Regions from separate parts of the Mus musculus genome. Here region 1 is linked to region 2. Evidence: chromatin contacts called from public Hi-C data. All regions are on one chromosome and are shown on one strand. The core of a region is the stretch at or near the end of the contact, and the rest is flanking DNA. Distances in the headings are between cores, read along the strand shown.

Region 1 (4,520 bases), core at 1,662-4,161, 98 kb after region 2:
AATAAATAAATAAATAAATATGATTTTTAAAAAAGAAAGAAAGAAAGGACTTGATGATGCAAATCTGTAACCTTAGAACCTGAGAAAGGGACAAGAAACTCAAGGTCATGTCATCTTCAAGGCCAGCCAGAGCAACATAAGACCCCATCCAAAAAGAAAAAGAAAATACGTGGAGAGAAATCAGAACTGTCCCTCCTATGCCACTAGAGAAGGAGACCATGCAGACACTTTGGACAGAGGCCATGCATTCCTCACAGAGACAAGCATATGACCCAGCAACTCCACACTCAGGTACTCGCCCAAGAGAAGTGCTGAGAACATGTCCATGTAGCATTTCTGCCTGAGTTTTTACAGCAGCATGATTCATTATAGCCAGAAGGTGTTTCCATCGGCTGATGGGTGGATCCACACTATAGGATACGATCGCTCCCAGGAAGAAGAGGAACGAAGATACTTTACAGCGAGGGAATCTTGAAAATATGCCAAGTGAAGGAAACCAGACACTAAAATCAGTGCACCATATAATCCCATTTATAGGAAGTATCCAGAGTAGGCATCCATAGTCACATTAAGAAAATTAGTGGTTGCCAGGCTAGGGGGAGAATTTGGGAGTAACGGCTAGTGAACACTTTTTAAAAAATATATGTTTATGCAGCTATTTAATTTGTACTTAGATTTCACATCGAAATTTCACAGGTTTTAAATGGCCATTTTGTGGTTTTCAACATTAATATAGAATTATTTCTTGGATTTCTGAATATTTGATATGAAATTCTTTTTTTCCCCTTTTGATTGAAAATAGATTTTCTCATTCACAACATCCTGATCACAGTTTTCCCTCCCTCACATCTCCCTGTTCTGCCAACCTCCCCTTCTATCTAGTTCCACTCCTTTTCTGTCTCATTTAAAGAGAACAAGATTTACTTATTTGCATTTTATGTATGCCTGTGCGCCTTGTGTGTGTAGTACCAGGAGAGCACAGCAGAGGGCGTCCGATGCCCTGGAACTAGAGGTGACCAACTGTTAGCCCTCGTGGGTCCTGAACTTAAGCCCTCTGCTCTTCATTGCTGGCCCATCTTTCCAGCCCAAGTACTTGAGGGAGAGCAAATGCTATAGATTAAATCATTACTGTGGTTGCACAAACTAATAAATGTACTAAAACTCAGTGACTTGTAGGGCTAAAAGGGCCATTGTTGATGACAATAAAACATACATTTTAAAAATTTATTATTATTATTTATTTATTTGTTTGTTTGTTTGTTTGTTTTTGGTTTTTCCAGACAGGGTTTCTCTGTATAGCCCTGGCTGTCCTGGAACTCACTTTGTAGACCAGGCTGGCCTTGAACTCAGAAATCCACCTGCCTCTGCCTCTCAAGTGCTGGGATTAAAGGCGTGCGCCACTACTTCCCGGCCTTATTATTATTATTATTATTATTATTATTAATTATGTGTGTGTGTGCCCCCATACTAACTTATGTGCTTGCGAGTACCTTGCCCTTAGAGAGCAGGCCATGGGATGCACTGCAGCTGGAGTCATAAGTGGTTGTGGGCCATCGAATATGCAAGCTGGATCTTGCACAAGTATCTCCATCCCTAAGAAATACAAAATGTTCAAACAAGAAAAAAAAAAAAAACCTCTGTAAACTGGGAACTATGCTTCCTTACTTTTTTCTTTTCATGTAACATATTTAAAATTACATTTTTTTAAATTTATGGGTATGGGGGTACGCCAGCCACAGGTGTGGAGGTCAGATGTGGAGGTCAGATGACAATTTACCCCACCAAGTGCGTCCTGAGAATCAAATTCAGACTGTCAGTGTTATTCTGCCCTGGCAATTACTCAAGGCCATCTCATAGGCACTAATGTTTCATTCCTTAACATCGCACCTGGCGCTGGAGAGATGGCTCAGCGGTTAAGAGCACTTGCTGCTCTTCCAGAGGATCAGATTCGAATCCAGCCCCCACATGGTGCAGGGGGTGGGGAGTCTGACGCACTTTTCTAGCCTCTGTGGGCACTGCATACACATGGTACAGGTACATCCGTGCAGACAAAATATCCACGCACGTAAAATGATAAAATGTATTTTTAAAATAGCACTAATAAGGTATATAGAATAAACAAGGAACTAAAAGTATATATATATTTCAGTAGGTGAGCACTTCATTGGGATGTGTAAGGTCCTGAGTTGTACACCCAGCCCCACAAAAACACAATACTTTCATTGTAACAAAAGTTAGAAACTTCCCCAAATCACCACCACAGATCTTGTGAAGATTTCGAGTACCCAAGCTTCAGGAATGTAGGCCATGCTCTGGACCTGTTTTTGCCACCATCGGAAAGAATGTTTCCAGCAACCACCCCTCCCCTCCCCAACACACACGTAAGCAGGCTGATCAGGGGAAAGTAACATTAGCCTTAAAAATGCCATTCTCCCCTCCCCGCCTCCCCCCAACCCCCAGAACAGGATGTCCTGGCCATTTGCTAACCTCCTAGAGTGGCTCTGAGAGGCAGAAGGCAACGATTGGGACAGGACTGGGAGGTACTAGGTAAGAGGGAAGCGTAGAGGCGCAGAGGCGTGGGGAAACGCGGAGAAGCGATTGAGCTTGAGGCTGAAAGAGCATCAGGGCGGAGCAATGCGCAAGTGGGGGGCATGGGAGGAGCTTGAAGGAGGCTGGGCGGGGCTCTGGGGCTACAGGGCGGGACATGGAGAGCTCAGGGGCGGAGCGCTGGAGCTTCAGATTCGGATGTGTTACTGCGCAGGGGCGGGGTGCAGGGGCGGGACGCGAGGAGAGCGCGCAGGGTTACAGAGTCGGGGTGTGGAGAGCTCATGAAGGGGCTACCAGCTTGGAGACAGCAGGGGCGGGGACTCGGGACGAGATTAGAGTGCTCAGGGGCGGGCGTGGAGTGCTCAAGGGAGGGACCTGGAGGACTCAGGGTAGGATTGTAGAGCTCAGGGACAGGGAGTGGAGGGCGCCGCGGTGAGACCGCTGTTGTGTAGTTGTTAGACTGGGCGGGGCTGGGACGCAGGCGGGACCCGTGGGGACGCGAGCCCGGGCGCCAAATGCCCAGACAGAGGCGACCGCGGGCTCGGCTTGGCCACGACCTCTCGGCACCCTTAGGCCTGTGCACCCTGGCTGTCTGCCCTTGGTCCCCAACCCACCATGCCCTCACCCGCGCCTCCCACCGAGCTGCTGCCGTGGGAGCGCGCGGTGGTGCTGCTGTCGTGTGCGCTGTCAGCTCTGGGCTCGGGCCTCCTGGTGGCCACGCACGCCCTGTGGCCTGACCTGCGTAGCCGGGCGCGGCGCCTGCTACTCTTCCTGTCGCTAGCGGACCTGCTCTCGGCTGCCTCGTACTTCTACGGAGTGCTGCAGGACTTTGCGGGCACTTCGTGGGATTGCGTCCTTCAGGGCGCTCTCTCTACTTTCGCCAACACCAGCTCCTTCTTCTGGACGGTGGCCATCGCCCTCTACCTATACCTCAGCATCGTCCGAACTACGCGCGGGCCCTCCACGGACCACCTAATCTGGGCTTTTCACCTCATCAGGTGAGTAGGAGACCCGGCTTTGCCTCCAGGCCCCAGACCCAGGCTTATGGGTCCCGGGCCTTGCGTGCTGTGCTGTGGCATTCGTGCTTTCCCTATCTAGGTGTCAAGGTGGTGTGTCCTACTGGCAGTCACATGCATCCCCGAACCATGGAAGGGTGCCCAACTTGCCCAAAAAGTTGGAGCCAAACCTGTCTGAGCGTCTCTGAAGAGGGTGGTCTCTGTATCTGCCCCAGCCAGAATCTCCCAGCAAGGTGTGGGTGGGTGCAGAACTTGCCCATAGGAAGAGGTCTGCCATTTAGAAAGGAATTGGAGACAGTCTGTGCCCTTTGCCTCCTACTTCACCGCGATCTGGCAGTCTCTGCTGCCCATGGAGAGAAGTTCCAGTCTGCAGGCTAGAAGATGAGTTAGGTGGCTGCCCTGGCCTAAAAGCCCACAGCTTCCAATTCTATACCACAGTGGTTGTGGTGCGTCCAGCCACTCTCAGACGATAGTGTGCCAACTGTAAAATGCACAGAGGTATGCTTCTTTAAGCTTTTCACGACATTTATAAACTTCAGGCCCCCATTACCTGCACTTTCTTAGACGCTTTTAAAAAAGATTTATTCATTTTATTTTATGTGTGTGAACTGACTGCATGTATGTATGTGTATGTGTCACGTGTATGTGTACTTGGCGCCCTCGTAGGTCAGACGAGGGTATCGGATCCCCTGGAACTGGAGTTACAAATGGTTGTGAACCATCATGTGGGTGCCGGGAATTGAACCAAGGTCCTCTACAAGAGCAAGAAGTGCTCTTAATCACTTCTCTTAACCATGCTCTCAACCATCTCTCCAGGTCACTCGATGTGGTCTTGATTGTCGAGAACTCAGGTCAGGGTCAGGCTGTCAGCCACCTGGAGTCCCTGAGAGTGGGGAAGCCCAAGGCCCTGCACTATGCTGGTCCACTCTTCTTTCACGCTTGTCAGCAAGAAAGCTG
Region 2 (3,916 bases), core at 610-3,109:
TAGAGCCAGGCATGTGGTGCACGCCTTTAATCCCAGCACTTGGGAGGCAGAGGCAGGTAGATCTTGGTATGTACAAGGCCAGTCTGGTCTACAGAGAAAGTTCCAGATCAGCAAGAGCTACATAGTGAGACTCTGTCTCAGGAAAAAAAAAATATATATATATGGTATATGTGATGATTTATATATGCTTGGCCCAAGTGGAACTATTAGGAGGCATAGCCTTGTTGGAGTAGCTGTGTCACTGTGGGTGTGGGCTTTAAGGCCTTCTTCTTAACTACCCAGAAGTCAGTATTCTGCTAGCAGCCCTCAGAATAAGATGTAGAACTCTCAGCTCCTCTTGCACCATGCCTTCCTGGACACTGCCATGTTCTTTCCTTGATGATAATGGACTAAGTCTCTGAGCCTGTAAGTCAGCCCCAATTGAATGTTATCCTTATAAGAGTTGCCTTGGTCATGGTGTCTTTTCACAGCAGTAAAACCCTAACTAAGACAGCATACACACACACACACACATATTTGGTATATATATATATATATATATATATATATATATATATATATATACCACATATATAGATATGGTATATATATGTATACATGTGTATATATGGGACATATATATATATGTGTGTGTGTATGTGTACATATATATATATTTCTATCTCAGCATTTGTTGCCCTTACAGAGAGGACCAGGGTTCTGTTCCCAACACCACATGGTGGCTCACAACCATCTGTAACTCCAGGTCCAGGGGGTGAGATACTGTCTTCTGACTACTATGGGCACCAGGCACTCATGTGGTACACAGACATACATTCAAGCAAGATACCCATACACATAAAATAAAAATAAATGTTTCTTTTTACGAGCAGTTGGCATTTCATGAGGAAAGTGTGAGTACACCTTGATGGTGTCCATTTGAAATCGGATTCAGAGGAGACCTCATGGGACACATGGTGGAGTCCCCAAAAGGTCACTGGAGGCAAGAGGTGAAGCGACGTGGCTAATTATAACTTCAGGAAGAAGCGGGCTGCTGGCTCAGCCTGGTACTCTGGACAGCAAACTCAGCTTCAGGGATGCTCAAATGTGAAAACCCATACTTGATAAAAATCAATGGGTTAGAGCAGATTTAAGCAAAGAGAGGACAATTACGGCTTTAAGAACAGATGAATTTTTGATGGAGAGAGGGCACCAGAGTCCTTAAAAGCCCGCTATCTGCTTACTATTCATTAATTTCCTAAATCCCCGAGTGGCTCTCTTCCTATTTTTATCCACCCACTCCTTCATTCTGGGGAGATTGCATGCCTGGGGGTTACTACCTGCTGACTAGAGAGTGCTTCCTTTACTTCTTCATTTCAAGCTCTGGGAGTGTGCCTGTATTTAGCACAGCCCGTGGATTTATGGGTTTTGCTCCCAACCTGATCTATAAAGAACCAGGGCTGTAGCCTGGGCCACGCGTGAAGGAGAAAGAGGCTGTGCACAGGGCTCAGCGGCTGAGCGGCAGGGTGGGCGGGGTCAGCGGTTGATCGGCAGAGTGGGTGGGACCAGAGGCTGAGCCGCTGAGTGGGCGGGACCAGAGGCTGAGTGGCAGCGCGGACTGCCAGGTGCTGGCGCTGGCTCGCTCTCACCATACTCAGTGTGCTGACTTAGTCCAAGACCTGTCAGCTGTCGGAACTGATTTGTTTTTCCTAAAGGGAGTCTCTACTGGCTTTGCACATTCTTTTCTAGGTTAAAGGTTGCAAGCTAAAATTCAGAGTGTAGAAAAGAGGAAGTGCAAGCAGTTTGGCCAACTAGAAGACCCCGTGTACTCATCTCGTAGCTGTGCGAGTCCAGGGTGGACCGTGGCTTTGCCCTCTGCTATCTTGTTTATCTAAAAGACAGAAGACTGCTCGGAACTGCTTGTTATCTTTGGCCCAGTGACTCCACTGTAGAAATATGCAAGAGGGGTAAAAGTTAATGATCCATGAATGTTCTAGAAGTAGATATTGCAAAAGCGCTAAAACACACTGAGTCACGAACTTTAAATGATAAATTTTACAGAATGTGGACTTGATCTCAAAAAAAAAATTTCAGAAAGTACTACCTAAAATAGCAAAAACTGGAAACAGCCAAAATGCCTAGTTATAGAATTTATACTGCATATTCTGTGATATAAATAGAACTGAACAAAAATATAGATCTGTTAAAAATATATTATGCAGATTGTCAATACATGGAGATATGGATGGGAGGTTTAAGAAAGCAGGAAGAGTATTGTAGACCAGTTACAGACCACACGCTAAGCCAGCATTGGTTGGAACAGGCATTTTAAGATCATCCTTTGTGAACTTGGAGGGAATCTCTATTTGTTGAGTACAACCACGGTCATTATCTAATTTAACACAGAAAATCACCCAGAGAGTGCCTAGGGCGGCTTTCACTCTTTACAAGTTGAACCAAGAGTCACTTCTCTCCAACTGAGCCAGTAACCGTCTCCCATGTTTCTGTGCTGTGGGAGACCTGGGTTCCCAGACCCAAAAATTAATTAATTAATTAATTAATTAACAAAACAAAGAGGAGAAAACAACCAAAAGTTAGCTGCAGTTCCTACCAATGTCTTCTGGGATCACTAAAAATAAGGAAGGTGAGAACCGAGGGGAGACACTGACTGCTGGCTGGCTGGCGCTCTCTCTCTCTCTCTCTCTCTCTCTCTCTCTCTCTCTCTCTCCCTCCCTCCTCTCTCTCCCTGGCTCTGGGTATGGAGCTAGCTGCAGCTACCCCAGCTCACCCTGCAGACAGCACAGCAGATGGCTTGGAAGGGACGCTGCTCTGCTGAGCAAGTGCCCAGCACCTTATGTCACATGGGCAGAAGGAAGCCAGGACAGCTGGTGTCACCTGGGAGGAGCCTGGTTGTTTGGGTCCCTTGGTGAGAGGCAGTGGGCAGCCATCCTAACCCCCAGGGGTGAACATGCCTTTCCCCAATGCCTGGATAGCACACTCCTCACCAGGGGCAGTCTCGGGGAGTGCCCCTCCCCCGCTTCCCTACTCCCATTTTCCAATCAACTCTTTGTGCAGAGGGAACTGAATTGGTAGGGAGTGTCCAGAGTACAGGGTAGTGAGGGAGGCCAACTCTGGAGAGCCTGGGCACGGAGAGGCTGAGGAACACATGGATAAAAGCTTGGGTTCAAACCCCAGAACATAGACTGCTGAACCTCTGTCATTACAGACCCGATTTCTCTGTCTGCACAGTCTTCTGGACTCATTGCTTCAATGCAGCAAGTGACCAAGGTCACTTCCTTAGCCCATGCTGCTGCGTCTGAAGACCCCACCGAGGGACCTCGGGTCTCCTGTGGGGAGAACCCAGGTCAGACACTGCCAGGGGGGGTTGCTGCTGGCCTGAAGGATGGCTTCTTCCTTCCTCCTCCAGTGTGCCCCCAGCCTCTGCAGCAGCCTCTGCAGCAAGCTCCACTGAGCCAAAGGCTGCGGCAGAAGCAGAAGCCGTGGAGGGGAGGGAGCTGGAGAGACTGCGGCCACCCAGGTGGATGGGGGTGGGAGAGAAAGAGCCAAACGACCTTGCAGTTCAAAAGTCCCTTTCCCAGGGCTGCCACAGAGCAGGGGCGGGGGCAGGAAATGACAGGCTCAGAGAGCACCCCTGCCTCTCCAGAATGCAGGGTACAGTTTAGAGCCCCAGCATCTACCCCTAGGTAGAAGCAGAACACGAGCAGGTAGGGGTGGGGGAAGAGGGAGGGGAAATGGCTTGTGACCTTGGTCTTCTCCCTTGCAATTCAGACTGCAGGGCTCAGAATTCAGCCTTGGAAACACTCAGCCCAGGCTGAGGCCCACAGGAGTGGCCCTCATCCATTGTCACCCAGGTGCTGGCACGGGCAGAGCTACAGCTCCTGTCAGGTAGATGGGAGAGGACTGGGCCTGCAGCCTC

Evidence for each region. A called contact is a pair of places that touch in the nucleus more often than the background predicts.
Region 1: a contact with region 2 is called in a Hi-C map of bone marrow-derived macrophages, with 51 read pairs. The contact joins the promoter of Gpr157 here to the enhancer-like site in region 2. A contact is called at or near these places in 6 of 39 promoter capture datasets (the 3T3-L1 cell line, the C10 cell line, liver and 2 more), 3 of 15 datasets of contacts at CTCF or cohesin (embryonic stem cells, large pre-B cells and pro-B cells), 33 of 484 Hi-C or Micro-C datasets (B cells, the C2C12 cell line, the CH12 cell line and 17 more), 11 of 115 datasets of contacts at active chromatin or transcription factors (the 230-238 cell line, the 3134 cell line, bone marrow-derived macrophages and 5 more) and 3 of 9 other capture datasets (adipose tissue, liver and macrophages).

What each region holds. Positions count from the first base shown.
Region 1 is chr4:150,084,592-150,089,111 of GRCm38.p6, forward strand. Gpr157 (G protein-coupled receptor 157) reads left to right here and starts at 2,912. Exons shown (of 4, transcript NM_177366.3): 1 at 2,912-3,545. The coding sequence starts at 3,163.
Region 2 is chr4:149,987,507-149,991,422 of GRCm38.p6, forward strand. The region is part of intron 3 of H6pd (hexose-6-phosphate dehydrogenase (glucose 1-dehydrogenase)); the gene reads right to left. Among named protein-coding and RNA genes, the nearest start is that of H6pd, 14 kb to the right of the region's middle. Within about 2 kb of position 1,860, at least 212 of the 459 cell types and tissues checked have an H3K27ac peak or open chromatin away from gene starts, as enhancers often do. A contact at or near this core is called in B cells, the C2C12 cell line, the CH12 cell line and 13 more, where this site is marked.